Linked DNA regions of Mus musculus: all the other regions are linked to region 1. A link is a contact called in public promoter capture Hi-C data. All regions are on one chromosome and are shown on one strand. The core of a region is the stretch at or near the end of the contact, and the rest is flanking DNA. Distances in the headings are between cores, read along the strand shown.

The links. Promoter capture Hi-C pulls out the DNA fragments that hold promoters and counts their contacts.
Region 2: a promoter capture Hi-C map of the HPC-7 cell line shows a contact between it and region 1. The contact joins the enhancer-like site here to the promoter of Ica1 in region 1. A contact is called at or near these places in 11 of 39 promoter capture datasets (the 3T3-L1 cell line, the C10 cell line, the HPC-7 cell line and 7 more), 1 of 15 datasets of contacts at CTCF or cohesin (stem cell-derived epiblast-like cells), 2 of 484 Hi-C or Micro-C datasets (bone marrow-derived macrophages and nephron progenitors), 7 of 115 datasets of contacts at active chromatin or transcription factors (bone marrow-derived macrophages, embryonic forebrain, embryonic hindbrain and 3 more) and 3 of 9 other capture datasets (adipose tissue, liver and pancreatic islet).
Region 3: a contact with region 1 is called in a promoter capture Hi-C map of hematopoietic stem and progenitor cells, with 2.3 times the contacts expected there. The contact joins the enhancer-like site here to the promoter of Ica1 in region 1. A contact is called at or near these places in 5 of 39 promoter capture datasets (the C10 cell line, embryonic stem cells, hematopoietic stem and progenitor cells and 2 more), 1 of 15 datasets of contacts at CTCF or cohesin (large pre-B cells), 1 of 115 datasets of contacts at active chromatin or transcription factors (bone marrow-derived macrophages) and 3 of 9 other capture datasets (adipose tissue, liver and pancreatic islet).

Annotation. Positions count from the first base shown.
Region 1 is chr6:8,776,293-8,781,354 of GRCm38.p6, forward strand. Ica1 (islet cell autoantigen 1) reads right to left here and starts at 2,192. Exons shown (of 14, transcript NM_010492.3): 1 at 1,780-2,192.
Region 2 is chr6:8,273,107-8,278,168 of GRCm38.p6, forward strand. The region is part of intron 2 of Umad1 (UMAP1-MVP12 associated (UMA) domain containing 1); the gene reads left to right. Among named protein-coding and RNA genes, the nearest start is that of Umad1, 16 kb to the left of the region's middle. Within about 2 kb of position 2,190, at least 70 of the 459 cell types and tissues checked have an H3K27ac peak or open chromatin away from gene starts, as enhancers often do. A contact at or near this core is called in the HPC-7 cell line, adipose tissue, forebrain and 1 more, where this site is marked.
Region 3 is chr6:8,337,637-8,342,698 of GRCm38.p6, forward strand. All of the region lies in intron 2 of Umad1 (UMAP1-MVP12 associated (UMA) domain containing 1), which reads left to right. It overlaps Gm46952 (a long non-coding RNA gene), which reads right to left. Exons shown (of 3, transcript XR_001785197.2): 2 at 3,817-3,874. Among named protein-coding and RNA genes, the nearest start is that of Gm46952, 5.4 kb to the right of the region's middle. Within about 2 kb of position 2,000, at least 20 of the 459 cell types and tissues checked have an H3K27ac peak or open chromatin away from gene starts, as enhancers often do. A contact at or near this core is called in bone marrow-derived macrophages and hematopoietic stem and progenitor cells, where this site is marked.

The DNA.
Region 1 (5,062 bases), core at 942-3,441:
ACCAAAGAGTACACATAGAGGGAGCCATGGCTCCAGAAACACATATAACAGAGGATGGCCTTTGGGACTTATCAATGGGAAAGGAGGCCCTTGGTCCTGTGGAGGCTTGATGCCCCAGTGTAGGGGGATGCTAGAGCAGTGAGGTGGGAGTGGGGGAGTGGATGGAGGAGAACCTTCATAGAGGCGAAGGTGAGGGGGAAGAGGGGGGATGGGGGGCTTGTGGAGGGGTAACCGGGAAGGGGGATATCATTTGAAATGTAAAGGAATAAAATGATTAATAAAAATAAATAAATACATACAAATAAAAGCTGAGACCTAAAAAGGATCAGAAACAATTCAGAGTGGGCAGGGAGATGGCGGGGCAGGCAAAGGTGTTTAGGGTACAAAGTTGGCAACCTGAACTGAACACCAGGAACCTATGTAGAGGTAGAGGAGGCAACCAAAGCCACAGAATTATTATTCTCTGACCTTCACATGTGGGGCATGCAAGTGTTCACACATCATGCACAGCAGACATGTGTGTGTGTGTGTGTGTGTGTGTGTGTGTGTGGTGTGTGTGTGTATGGTGGTGTGTGTATGTGTGTGTGTGTGTGGTGTGTATGTGTGTGTTGAACAAAGGGTAAGAAACATTTTGGAGTGTGAATTTCATAATCGTGTCCTATTTTATTCCCTAACTTCTGAGCGGTCAAGATGTCAGATTTAAACCAGAGGATCATGGGAGCCAATCTGAGAGACTGCCGATATAAACACTCACACATGCAGTAAGTTATCGCTTAAAGAACCATAATGGTCAGCAAATACTCCATGTGTCTTCCTCCATTCATAACCATTTTCAAACCAGCTGGTGATGTCTTTTCCAGGTCCATGGAATGTTTAGTTAGCAGCTGCTCAGGTTGATGGATAAACCCTTCTTGTGCTAGATTCAATGCTATCTAAAAATGGAGAATATAGTCTCATTTCTAGACCTTAATGCCCACCAAAAGACCCCAAACGTTATTCACGGATATGGCACGTTAAAGGCTCCAAAGAGTGGTTCAGAGGCTTTGGAACCCTACAAGTCAAAAGATAGTGTGAAGGTTAACGGGGGAGCCGCTTGGGAGAAAGACTGGCATAACAGGATATTACTTTCAGAGGAAACAGGAGCTGCATCAAGCCTGGGCCAGGAAAGGCGGAGTCAGCAGCGCAGCACCCAAAGAAACCCCGCGTGCCAGGGTTTGCAAGAACGTGGCGTGCTCAGTGACTCTTCCTAGCCCGCAGGGGCCAACCACAGGCCTCCTGGCACCAGTCATTACAAAAAAGGTACCCATCGGCTCTTAGCAGTCCCTGCCAAAGACTAGCATAGGAGGAACGGCAAAAGTAAACGTCAGATACCGCTGCAGGTGAACTTGTCAACAAGTCAGCTCTAGACGAAAATCCCAGTCCAGAGGGGACCTGGGAGGAAGGGAAGGGTAGGCCAGCACCGGCTTGGGTATGGGCGCAGGTGCTCTCTGGTTTCCCTCCCGCTCCCTGGGGGCTGACGCACGCTCCTAGGGCGCGCGCATCCTCCACACATCCAGGCCCGAGGGAGGATCTGCGGGAGGGAAGAGGATGATGCTCCTCCCGCACCCGATGGGGGGGTGGGTGTGTGGATGAGGTGACCCGCCTGGAACCCGTAGCCCGCAAAGGGCAGTAGAGGCGGCCTTGGCTTGGCGCCCCCGACCACCCGGCCACCCGGGCGTCTCCCACTGCAGCATGCAGCCCGCCCGGCCCGCCCCCGCCCCGGCCCTGGAGGGCAGGTACCTTGGTGCTCCGGCCCCCAGGAGCCTCCCGGCGGAGATCCTAGCGTCCCTCCAGCTCCCTGCGCCGACGTCAGCGTCAGCACTGGCGAGGGAAGGGGCGGGGAGCGCAGGAAGCGGTCCTTCCTGCAGCGGCCGCCGCCAGCCGGAATAGCAACGCGGAGCCGGTGCGCGCCGCAGCGCAGCGCGGCGGCCCGAGCCGGCGCCCTCCCCTCCGCCAGAACCCGCCGCCTCCCTTCCTGCGGGGACAGCGGCCACTCTCTGCAGGACCCAGGGATCCTGGTGGGGGAGGGCGGTGGTCTCACCTGGTTTGGGGCGGATCAAGGATGAGAGGACCGAGTGTCCCTCTCTCTACTCCCTGGGGTTTTCCCGTGACCCCCATGTCTAGGGTATCTGGCGTTTGGACCTGCTGCCAGAGATGACCCCGCCCCTGCTCCCTAGCAGGTGTTCCACGTGTCCATAGCGTTCGCGTCACAATGACCTGTCTACAGGTGGCTGACGCCTAGAACACCTCAGAGTTCCTTCCTCGGTTTGTGTAAAGGGTGCGTGCTACTTTATAGAGTTTGGTTACTTGAATGGACAGGAGATTTCGTGAGGTCAGTGCCAAAACAAGTAGGTTTGCATCTGGAGTCCAAATTTGGGCTTAAAGGCTAAAAAGGCAGTGTTAAGAAAACAGCTGGGTATGTATTTACACACTTTTTTTTAATATCCATATGCCATATCAGTCACCTATACTTACTTTAGACAGTGTTTCATCTCTTCTTATCCTTTGTCACAAAACACAAACCTCAGTTTCTGGAGTACCTTGCATATCACAGGAGAGGGATATCAAATAATGGTTCCCAATGCTGTCTATACTGATAGAGATACTGGGCTCACCCCTCCTTCGATGTCATAGAGAAGTTTGTTGAATGATCACTGCTAGGAACAGCTAGTAGGTGGAAAGAAAAATTACTTAGTAATAATGCAAACAAGCCAGAAATCCACAGCTAACATAAAAGGGTTGTTTCCTGGGTGCCAAACCAATACTGTGTCCTTCACACTGAATTTTTTGATGGCCCAATATGGTGGTTAAAATTATCCCCGTTTTAAGGGTGAAGATACCGTAGCTCAGAGTTCCCTACGGAAGACTGGTGGATCTGATAGCCTTGGCATGGCTCAGTAGTGAAGAACCAGGGTTGAACCTAGGGTTGTCTGAACCAAGATTTAACCTGAGGAGAGAGTGGGGTTTAAAGCATGGTTAGGGATAACTCAGTGGCTGAACACTTACCTAGCATGCACAAAGCCCTGGGCTTGGTCCCTAGGAAAGCAAAGTAAGAAAAGTGTCCAAACATAGAAAGAAATGCTAATTTCTTCTAACATCAGAGGTACGCTGAAGGGCCAAATTTCCCTTGACTCATACCAGTCTTCATACCAGTCGCAATTTATTAATTACATGAAAATATAAGAATTCCACTCACTTATCAAAGATTGGTTTTGAGGCAAATGCATTTTTTTTTTTTTATAAGAAAGCCAGTGTCTGATGTGTTGAAAGTGTCCCCTAGAAGCATAGTTCACTGGGACCTAAGCTCTGGAAAGAACAAAGAAGTAGATTTACAGAACCATTTAAGGGCTAAGGCAGACACCTTGGCCAGAAGTCTGAGAGCCTGTCAGTCACAGAGGCTGAGTTTAGCCTTCAAAGACAGTACCTGCCATCGAAGAACCCACAGGATGAAAGCAGGGTCTGGCCAGTGTGAACAGAATCCCCCTAGCTCCCAGAGACTTTAAGAGCACACCTTAAGTGATGTCTTATTCATTTATTTAATTTGTTTTTTTGAGGCATGTTCTAGTTGTGTAGCCCAAGTTGGACTGGAACCAGAGATCCTCCTGCCTGGGATGGATGCTGAATGGTTAGATGATAGGATGTCCTCCCATGCATAGCTTTAAGTGACTTTTCTTCACCTCCAGCCTTGTTCTAGTGCTTAGGATAGGATTTGAGGAAGAAAATAGTTCTGCTCATCCTACATCACCCCAGGGTACTTTTACCTTTCCACTAAAAAAATTCTCTCCTCCTGGACTGGAGAGATGGCTCACAAGTTAAGATCACTGGCTACTCTTCCAGAGGACCTGGTTTCAATTCCCAGTGCCCACATGGGGGCTTGTAGCCATCCATAGCTCTAGTTCCAGGGGATCCAACACCTTCTTTTGACCTGCATGGGCACCAGAGTACACAAACATACATGCAAGCAAAACATCCACATAACAGAAATCAATATAAAAAAGTAAAAATTTCTCTCTTTTTACAACACTTCCATTAGTTTCTAGGTGATCTGTTGCTTCATCTTGCAGAGCGTGTTCAAGGCGCCAGTGAAAATTGGGACCAAAAAAAGGATGGTTACTGGATGGTGGGATCTGAAATTAGAATCAAAATGCAGATTCAGAGGTGAACAGAACAATGAACTTCTTCATAGGAAATACTCCCTCTGGATTCGAGGTGTGGCTGATGGGACTGTAGGGTTAGAGACCTTTCGAGGCTATTGATAACATGGATTCTAGAGAACAGTGGGCCAATTCCAAAAGTCTGTTTCCTTCCCTTAGAAAGTGGGAGCTAGGCCTTAGTATTAGCTACTTTTCTTGTTGCTGTGACATAGTAACTTAAGAGAAAAGCAACTTGAAGAAAAGTTTACTAGAGTTTGTGGTTTAATGGGGTAAGGTATAGCAGGCTAGGGAAGGCATGGCAGCAAGAATGTGAAACAGCTGGTCATATGACTCACAGGAAGGGAGAGAGAGAGAGAGAGAGAGAGAGAGAGAGAGAGAGAGAGAGAGAGAGAGAGAGAGAGAGATTTTTGGATCCCAGCCCCTAGAGTCATTCTTTCCCCATTAGTTCAACCTCACAGACAGAACTAGGACTGTCTCCTTAGTGACTAACTGGTCACAGGTCTACTCCTGTCAACTTGATGCCCAAACATCAGTTTTTTTTTATTACGTATTTCCTCAATTACATTTCCAATGCTATCCCAAAAGTCCCCCCCCCCACTCCCCTACCCACCCATTCCCATTTTTTGGCCCTGGCATTCCCCTGTACTGGGGCATATAAAGTTTGCGTGTCCAATGGGCCCCTCTTTCCAGTGATGGCCGACTAGGTCATCTTTTGATACATATGCAGCTAGAGTCAAGAGCTCTGGGGTACTGGTTAGTTCATAATGTTGTTCCACCGATAGGGTTGCAGATCTCTTTAGCTCCTTGGATACTTTCTCTAGCTCCTCCATTGGGAGCCCTGTGATCCATCCAATAGTTGACTGTGAGCA
Region 2 (5,062 bases), core at 940-3,439, 500 kb before region 1:
AAAGAACTCACATGATATGTACTCACTGATAAGTGGATATTAGCCCAGAAACTTAGGATACCCAAGATATAAGATACAATTTGTGAAACACATGAAACTCAAGAGGAGTGAAGACCAAAATGTAGACACTTTGCCCCTTCTTAGAATTGGGAACAAAACACCCATGGAAGGAGTTACAAAGTTTGGAGCTGAGACAAAAGGATGGACCATCTAGAGACTGCCATATCCAGGGATCCATCCCATAATCAGCCTCCAAACGCTGACACCATTGCATACACTAGCAAGATTTTGCTAAAAGGACCCTGATATAGCTGTCTCTTGTGAGACTATGCCGGGGCCTAGCAAACACAGAAGTGGATGCTCACAGTCAGCTATTGGATGGATCACAGGGCCCCCAGTGGAGGAGCTAGAGAAAGTATCCAAGGAGCTAAAGGGATCTGCAACCCTATAGGTGGAACAACATTATGAACTAACCAGTACCCCGGAGCTCTTGACTCTAGCTGCATATATATCAAAAGATGGCCTGGAAAGAGAGGCCCATTGGACTTGCAATCTTTGTATGCCCCAGTACAGGGGAACGCCAGGGCCAAAAAGTGGAAGTGGGTGGGTAGGGGAGTGGGGGGGTATGGGGGACTTTTGGGATAGCATTGGAAATGTAAATGAGGAAAATACCTAATAAAAATATTTTAAAAAAAGAAAAAGCCAAAAAACAGAAACAACAACAACAACAAAAAAAACCCCTGAGAACATTAAATTGTGTACTTTACCTTTTAAACATGAATGTACTTTCTTTTAAATAAAGGAGAATTTGGCATTTTATCACTGTTTATTAAGTTTGGATCCTAATTTGGCTACCTCACTGTTTATTCTCCGATATTTTAAATAACTAAAATATTTTTAAATTATTATATAGAACTAACCTCCTGGAAGTTGAAGGCTCATAGTAGTATTGTTTTTGTAGTAAAATATCATTAGCATTCACAGACTTAATCGACTTAACTGATAAAAATTCTAACCATTACTAGGAATTATTGTATTACCATTAAAATTTATAAAGACAAACTTTAAAATTTTTTTTATTGTGGTAAACTACCTGTTTTGTCATGTCACTCTATAGCAGTCTCTTTATGTAATATTTACTTTAATCTCAGGGCATACCATATGAAAATACTTTGAAAAGATAAGTTCAGTGGTATATTTTTTCATAGTTTTATTGTTAACAGGGTACCATATTCACATATTTTGGAATATGTACTAGTTACTTTTCTGCTGTGAGAAAATACTACAGCCAAAAGCAACTTGTAAGAGAGAGTTTATTTGGGCTCATATTTCCAGAGGACTAGATGTCCATAACAGCAGGGAAGGAAGGTACGGTATCCTGAGGCCAGGTCAGGAGGCTGAGGGATCAGAGCAGGAAGCAAGGAGAGAGAACTGGAAGACGGCTGAAGCTGTGAAGCTGGCCCGGCAAGACTCCCTCCAGCAAAGCTCCAGGTCCATAACTTCCATAACTTCCCCAAGCAGTGCCACCTACTGGGGATCAGTGAACCTGCAGGTAAACTTTCACTAAAAACGGCCAATAGATATTCACCTAAGATTTTTAAATTAGTATCTGAACCAGAAACATTATAGGAGCAAAAAATGATTGGTTTTGTTTTCTTATCCTCTGGCTTCTCAGTGAGAAAGTCTATGACTGAGAAACAATCCCCTGCCAGTATGGACTGTTTAGAATTGGTTACAGTATCTCCTTAGAGCCTCTATGACCAGTTTCTAAAGAGGCCACAGTCAGTTACACTGTTAAATCTGAAAATGGTGCCCCTTTCCTTTCCTTTTCCACCTGAGAATACCTTCTCCTTTCGGCTAGTACTTCTATTTAATGGTCACTTGAAATTTCAGGTCCAGGACAGCCAAGGCACTTTACTTGATAACAGGAGTATTTAGAGTAGTCACGTACAACTAAATTAGTTCATGTTTATGGAAAGCTTTTTTCTTTACTAGGACTTCTGAAGCTTTTGCTCTCTTTAGATTGTAGAGCATGTAGACTAAGCATAAAGTGAGGGGTGGGGTTAGTAGAAAAACATGCTTTCCCTTGTGTACCCAGAATTCACAGCAGAAGGCTAGAGCTCATTCAGTAATGAAGTTGAAGTAATCCTCCAGGTACTCCATCTACACAAAAACAAATTGCAGTTTCCCTTTGCATCACTGGGTGGCGATTTTTCACAGTCTTGAGCTACTGTTTAAAAAGCTAGCAAGCAAGGCACTGTTTGTAATTACCAAGGCCTTCTTCTGTTATGACACATTTAATTGTGCTTTTAACACATTATCTTTAAGTTGATTACAAATTTACTAGTGTAATGTGCAACCTTGTAGTTATTTTAAATTAGGAAAGGGTTTTGCAGGGTTGGCAGATAATTCTATCCAATACCAAGACAAAGGCATGCATTAGCTTATTATGTTAAAGCAAAAATAGAATATAAAATGAAAAGAAGTAATGTAGATTATTGTTCTTGCTCCAGTAATATTGTTGACCAGATATTGAGTATAATTTTAGAGGAGTGAGAATGAAATTGGGCAAGTAAACTATCACAGAGACAAAAAGAATTGTATGACAGTACGGCTGAACCCATTTCGTTCTTCAGTATATGCAGGCACTTAAAGTAGGACACAATAACTCTAAGCTTCTTTTAAATTAAAACTAATTTAGTAATTCATAGTAGTTTGGATTTCATCTTTAAGTATTTGATATTGAAGTGCATATCTTAGTTTCCCCCTTTCTTGGAGCTTAAGTATGAAATTAGATTTTATCAGTCGTCTTAAAGACTCTTTCCTATTATATTCCTGATTCTGGGAATTAAAGCATGCACATATATTTCAGTAAGCCTATTTTATTTTTATTTAGGACTTTTAAAAGGTTTTTTTCCCATCTCTGTTTTTCTCTTTCTTTCTTTCTTTCTTTCTTCCTTTCTTTTTTTTTTAATGAAGGCTTAGCTGTGTACAATGAAAATGTACATTCCACAGAATGGGAAATAGTAAGTAACTTTCATTCTGTGTGGAGCCAAAGGCTTTAATTGTGACAGCAAAACTAAATAGGTTTTCATAATGTGCTTCCTGTTTTAACTCCTGTCCTTACAGAACAAATGCACAGATCTTTAAAAAGTATTCATGGATTTAAAAAGTAATTTGTTCTTGACCTTGTATAGTTATAACCAGAAAAACTCAAATATATTTAATTTATCATAGTGATCTCTATTTTTACTCTTGACCTTTAAGTTCCAAGGCAAATGTTAGAGGCTTTTTCATTTAACTTCATTAGGTAATGAAAGTTCTTATTCTCCCAGCTGTGTGTAAGGGATGGAATTTTCACAGTATTTGTTCCTTAATTCTGCTCTAGCTCATCAAGGTGTTCTCCCTATGTGTCAGAACTCTGACATCCTTCTAAACAACATGCAGTATTGTAGGGATGGCAGTGTTCAAGAGTTGCTGAAATCATTCTTTCCTAAGGTGCTGGTGGGAGAACAAAGCATTCTTAGGTGATAACGCAGAACAAGATAAGGCCTACTTAGGGCCGTTGAAAAGTTGCTGCTTGGCTAGAGAGAGTATATCAGGGTCACTGAGGAAAAACCGGTCTGGGAAGGTAGTTTGTGATAGGCTGAGACATTAGAATTTTATCCCTCATGCTGTAAGGAACTTTTAGTGCATTTTAAAGCATCCGTGACTTAATTTTTTTAAATTCAATTTTAGTAATAGCTTTTAAAAAAGAAGTTAACTTCTATCATTCTCTGTAGACCAAGAACTATTCAAAATTATACACAGTATTATGACTTGAATATATTTCTGTATTTAGTATATGTCACATTACGGTGATACATAAGCCGGCAAAACAATAGTCACACAACATAGGGGTGCATGTTGTGTAGCAAATATCTGGAGTTGAACATTTTCCTGTCCTTTCGTTTTAATATGATACAAGGCAGAAAACACTAGTTGTATTCATTTTCCTTTCTTCCTTTTCTTTTCTAGCTCTGTGGCTATTTTCCATTTAGGTGTGGGGTTATTCTGTTTGCAGATTCTAGGAGAATTTTATTTTATTTTATTTTATTATTATTATTATTATTTTTTTTTTTTTTTTGTTAAAACCCAGTTGGGCTAGCCATGATGCCACATGGCTTTAATCCTACCACTGGGGAGGCAAAGGCAAGTGGGTCTCCTAAACAACCAGAGCTACATAGCAGAGATATTCTGTCTCAAGAAACAAGGAAATAATAAATAAATACCAAAATTAAAATCAAAGCGGAGCTGGTATGCACCTTTCTTCCTTGCTTGCTGGATTGTGGACTTGGTAAGTTGGGAGACGTCTGAGTGCTCTCTTGCCCATGAAGCCTAATTATGTTGTGAAGGTAACTGGAGAGTATGCCCTTTGGAGCTGGGTCCTTGAAGACTGTGGTCCTGTCAGATGGTCCTTTGATACTTCCCTTTGAGCATCCCTTACTAAAACATGAATATGTTTCCATTCTGTGTAAATCACTATTTTATTTTGTCATTTTCAGATGAACTAAACCTAAACTAATATAGGCACTTAACTGGAAACCATAGTAATTTGAGATTCTCTTCAAGTTCTGTCATTTAATGCTTTATTATTTCAATCAAGCTGTCATTTCAGTCTTATTTTTCTTCTCTATGAAATGTGGATAGTTTCATGATTGCCTCATTATCTTGCTGGGTAAAATGAAACTATGGGGGAAGTATCTGAACAAAAACTTTAATTTGTTCGCTAATTCTAATCAGTTTAGGGTTATCTTTAGTCATTTAGACAAAACTGGAAAGAAAGTTGTAGTAGCTTTACCAGTGCTTGGAATGTCACAGACTTAGTGATGGATAATGAACAGAAATCTATTGACTCGCTTAACTGGAAGCTAGAAAATGGGAGATCAAGGGCCTGGCATTTGATAAATGGCTTCTTGCTGTGTCATCTTGGTAGAAAGGCAGAGAGAAGGCAGCAAAATAGCAAGAAGACCTGAACTTAGCCTTATATAAGCAACCTAGACTCCTAATGCATTGGTGTTGC
Region 3 (5,062 bases), core at 750-3,249, 440 kb before region 1:
CAAAAAGATTGGATCATGCCAAGGGCACTAATTCAGGGGGAACAAGAGTTGAATTTTGAATGGGCGTAATAAACAGCCTTTATGGATTGCTTAAAAACTCTAGCTAATGGCCACTATTCAAAGAAATAAAGACTCTGGAGAATCTGAATTGTCACTGAGGTACTAAATGTTCTATAAATTGAAGAATGGCATTCTGTCATACTTATTTAGAATGACTCTGGCATGGCAGTTCTTTAGCATTAAGCTTTGTGAAACCCACTGGGGTGTGTATACTTTTATAAACAGAAATACTTCCTAGGTACTATCCTGTTTTGTTTTGTTTTTCCACCAAAGCACTGGATTTAGTTTTATTTTTTTATTTTTTTATTAGATATTTATTTACATTTCAAATGATATCTCCTTTCCTGGTTTCCCCTCCCAAAACCTTCTATCCCATCCCCCCTCCCCCTGCTCACCAACCCACCCACTCCCAGTTCCCTGTCCTGGGATTACCCTACACTGGGCCATCGAGCCTTCACAGGACCAAGGGACTCTCCTCCCATTGATGTCCAACAAGGCCATCCTCTGCTATATATACACCTGGAGCCATGCATCTCTCTATGTGTACTTTTTGGTCAGAGGTTTAGTCCCTGGGAGCTCTGGGGTTACTGGTTGGTTCATATTATTGTTCCTACTATGGTGCTGCAAACCCCTTCAGCTCCTTGGGTTCTTTCTCTCGATCCTCCATTGGGGACTTTATGCTCAGTCTAATGGATGGCTGTGAGCATCCACTTCTGTATTTGTCAGGCACTGGCAGAGCCTCTTATGAGATAGCTATATCAGGCTCCTGTCAGCAAGCACTTATTGGCATCCATAATAGTGTCTGATGACTGTATATGGGATGGATCCCAATGTGCGGCAGTCTCTGCATGGTCCCTCCTTCAGTCTCTGCTCCATACTTTGTTTCTGTATCTCCTCCCATGGGTATTTCATTCCCCATTCTAAGAAGGACCGAAACATCCATACTTTGGTCTTCCTTCTCCTTGAGCTTCATGTGGTCTGTGAATTGTATCTTGGGTATCCCAAGCTTCTGGGCTAATATCCACTTATCAGTGAGTGCATACCTAGTGTGTGTTTTTCTGTGACTGGGTTACCTCACTCAGGATGATATTTTCTAATTCCATCCATTTACCTAAGAATTTCATGAATTCATTGTTTTTAATAGCTGAGTAGTACTCCATTGTGTAAATGTACCACATTTTCTGTATCCATTCCTCTGTTGAGGGACATATGGGTTCTTCCCAGCTTCTAGCTATTAAAAGTAAGGCTACTATGCATATAGTGAAATATGTTCCTTATTACATGTTGGAGCATCTTCTGGGTATATGCCCAGGAGTGGTATAGCTGGGTTCTCAAGTAGTACTATGTCCAATTTAATGAGGAATTACCAAACTGATTTCCAGAGTGGTTGTACCAGCTTGCAATCCCACCAGCAATGGAGGAGTGTTCCTCTTTCTCCACATCCTTGCCAGCATCTGCTGTCACCTGAATTTTTGATCTTAGCCATTCTGACTGGTATGAGATGGAATCTCAGGGTTGTTTTGATTTGCATTTCCCTGATGACTAAGGATGTTGGACATTTCTTTAGGAGTCTTGCCTTTTTTAACTATTTTTTTATGTTCCTTTCTAGAGCAACTTCTGATTCATAACTATTTATTAGTCATATAGTATTGTTTTCTATTTCTGTAGTCTTTATACAGCTTCAAAGTTGTTTATTTTAAATATGTAAGACCATGTCATTTCTGTGCTCAAAACCCCAAAGTAGCCCTAAATCCATCTCAGAATTAAACCCCAACTCTTAGAGTAATGAGTTCTTTTACTTCGCTGACATTCTGCTCTGTTCGGGGTGGATAGGCATCGGTTCACCTGCGATGTTTCATTTTTTTAAAAACCTGCACTGTCACCAGTAAAGTTGTATTTCTGCTTATAAAATTTAAAGTCTTCTTTAGTTCCTCATTTCCCTGCCAATCACTAGCTCCCTTTACAGTAAGGTCATTCTGCGTTTCCTCACTAACAGCCTTCACTGAGGTAACAGAAACCTTGTTAAAAAAAGAAAACTGGAGGCTCTCTGTAGTCAGCAGCATTGAAGGAAGAGAACTCTCTCATGGTTGATAGCTCTCATAAGAATCTGGTCCTTCGTAGGCTGGTGAGATGCTCAGAGTATAAGTGTGTTTACCCCAGGCCCCACTATCTAAAGTCATCAACTGGATTCACATGGGGACAAGAGAGAATTGCCTCCCTCCTATTATCTCGTGACCTCCTGACCATGGGCACTACCACAAATGCATGCAAAGTGACCCACACTCACAAAAACAATTTGGTTCTTCCTTAGTGCTAGGTGGGATTTCAGCATTCAAGTCTGAATACTCTTTTTCACATTTTAATCAGTGTGCAAAAAGGTGAAAAATCTGTCTTCTTTCTCTCCATGCATCTCGCTACAGTCTAGCATATGCCAGGAAAGGAAAAGGCTTTCGTATTGGCAAACAGATTCCAAGATGATTTCTAAGCCTATTAAAAGAAACTTTTTTTCAGAAGAAATATTTTTTTAAAAATTAGAGTGATAAAAGATAAGAAATTACCTCTAAACTAAATAATGGTAACCAAAATGTATTCGTTAAGTGTGTATATAATGTTAATTTCTCACTGCACTTAGACCTGTTCATACTTTAAGAATACAGCATTTCAGAGGACTTAGGGCTATTTGAAAGCCAATGTGACTATGAGGCAAGGTACAGGAATAGTTATATATGTGTATACTAGCAAATGTAACTGGATAGATGGAGTAAGAGAACAAGTTAAAAATAGACATCCTTTAATTTTCAAGTAAGTAGTATTTGTTAGAACTTGTGGCTCTGGAGCTGGTGACTAGTGACATCAAAGAAGTTATGTAGAAACTAAGTTATATGTAGTGCTATTAGAGAAGCAGGGGCTACCAAACTTGTTGATAGGATGCAGTAGTACCCATTAGGTTGAAGATAATTACTGAGAAATGAAAAAGTAGTTCTGTGTGTGGGAGTTCAGACAAGTGACAAAACTGTCTAGAAATTCCAGGATTTTTAGGCTGAAATTTTAATGTAATCATAAATGAGGACACACTGATCTATTCCTGTGGATTTACTTAAAAAAGAGCTTGTCGAGGCTAGCCTGGTCTACAAAGTGAGTTCCAGGACAGCCAGGGCTATACTCTGTGTCGGAAAAAAAAAAAAAAGAGCTTGTCATCATGTTCAGGGACACTAAGAATTAAAGTGAGTGACCTGGGTAATGTGTGAGATTATTGATGACAATGCTGGATGGAAACCTAGTTCAGTCTTGGTTTGAATGAAAAGAAACCTCAGTCACTCCCTAGAACCAGTCCTTAAGAGGGACTGATTTAGACAGTGCTAAGGTTCTTCCAATGCCCCAGGATATTTCCCTTTGTGCTTCCATTCCCTCTGTGCATAGGTCACAAGGTCAGTCTGCTATAGGATGCTGCACACAGATCTTTAATGTATGGTGTTGGTCATGTTTATTCCCCATAACATGCCTATTCTGCCAAAGGTCTCTGCATAAATATATAATTAATTGTCAGACTTTCTTGTTTTGGATAGTATTTTCTGAAAAAAGCCCTTGTTTTCTTCAATATGGAGAATATACTTATTTAATTTTCTAGACTTACTGTTTTAATAAGCACATATAGATTTGTAATCAGCTTGGAATTCTGTTAAAAGTTTCTAGATAATTCTGCAATGCTGTTAGGTTGTGACATTTTGTAAGATTTGGATCCTATTTTATACTCACTTAATGTGCATCTTCTATTTAAATGATTGGAATTCTGACCTCTTTGGAATATGAATTTCTGTTATGAAGAAAGGAACATATAAATGTGTTAGCAGTTGGTAAATGGATATCTGTTCATAAACAGTTATTATTCAGTTTGTTTTCCATTCTGGGGGCTTGAGGCCCCTGATCTTCAAAGACACCCTGATCCTTTTTTTTTTTTCCCCTATGTTTCCATTTAATCCTCTTCCTTAGAGGAAAAATTCCCCTTGAGACTTCTCCTATTATAATTCATATTCAATTTGTTATCTTAAAAGTATGTGACTATAGCCCAGGAGGAGGAGTGAGAGGAGGGGACACTGTCCTCCTCCTTTTGAGAGATCTATAAAGACAAGGGATTTTTTTTGTGTGTGTGCTGTGTTCCAGAAGGTAAAAATATTTCAATTTATTTTAGAAGTAGATGTAAATGAATCATTTTTGATGTTTAGTTAATTTGCCTATGTTAAGGCAGTACTGATCGCATGTCTAGCTTAGACTTAAATCTTGTGTCCACACTTGTAACTGAATTAGCTTTTCTTAAATGAACACAGCATTTCCTACCATGTAGAGTTGTATAGGTACAGTAGAGAATACAGAGAATGTAGATATACCTAAAGTTAGCAATGACTGATACATTCTACCAAAAGAATATTTAACATTAGGAATTATTTTTAAAATAACAGAAAACACTAAGCCTTCCTTTTATAATTTTATCTTTCTGAGAATCTATAGTAATTATAAATACAAGTAATTTTGAAAAAATAATTATTTATATACTAAAATATGTTATCTGTGTGTCCTAGGTTGGCTTCATCTGGTTTCAGCCTAGACACCTTGTCAGTTCCTCCACTTGATTTTATAAAGGTTTTGATCACATGGTGTCAGATCTACTCACTTTTGGATTCTTGAACCACTATTTATGAACCCAAACCAGCTTTAGGCCAACATCTATAGAGGAATTTTTGTGAATGATCTGGTTTGTAGTCTTTGGGATTCAGCCTTCTGGCTGCTCTGCAGTCTGAAGGGCAGAAACTAAAGAATCTAGTTTCTCTTACAAGAGGTCTTTAGTAGTCCCATGTTATATAATCATTGTCAACCCTTTGTACCCCTGTCCTTAACCTTTCTTCCATTCTACCCTACAATTGTAGGGGCTCTCCAGAGCAGCCTGTGTGTAGTCTGAATGACTCTCCCATAGTAACCTCTCACTTCACCACACACAGGCACTCAC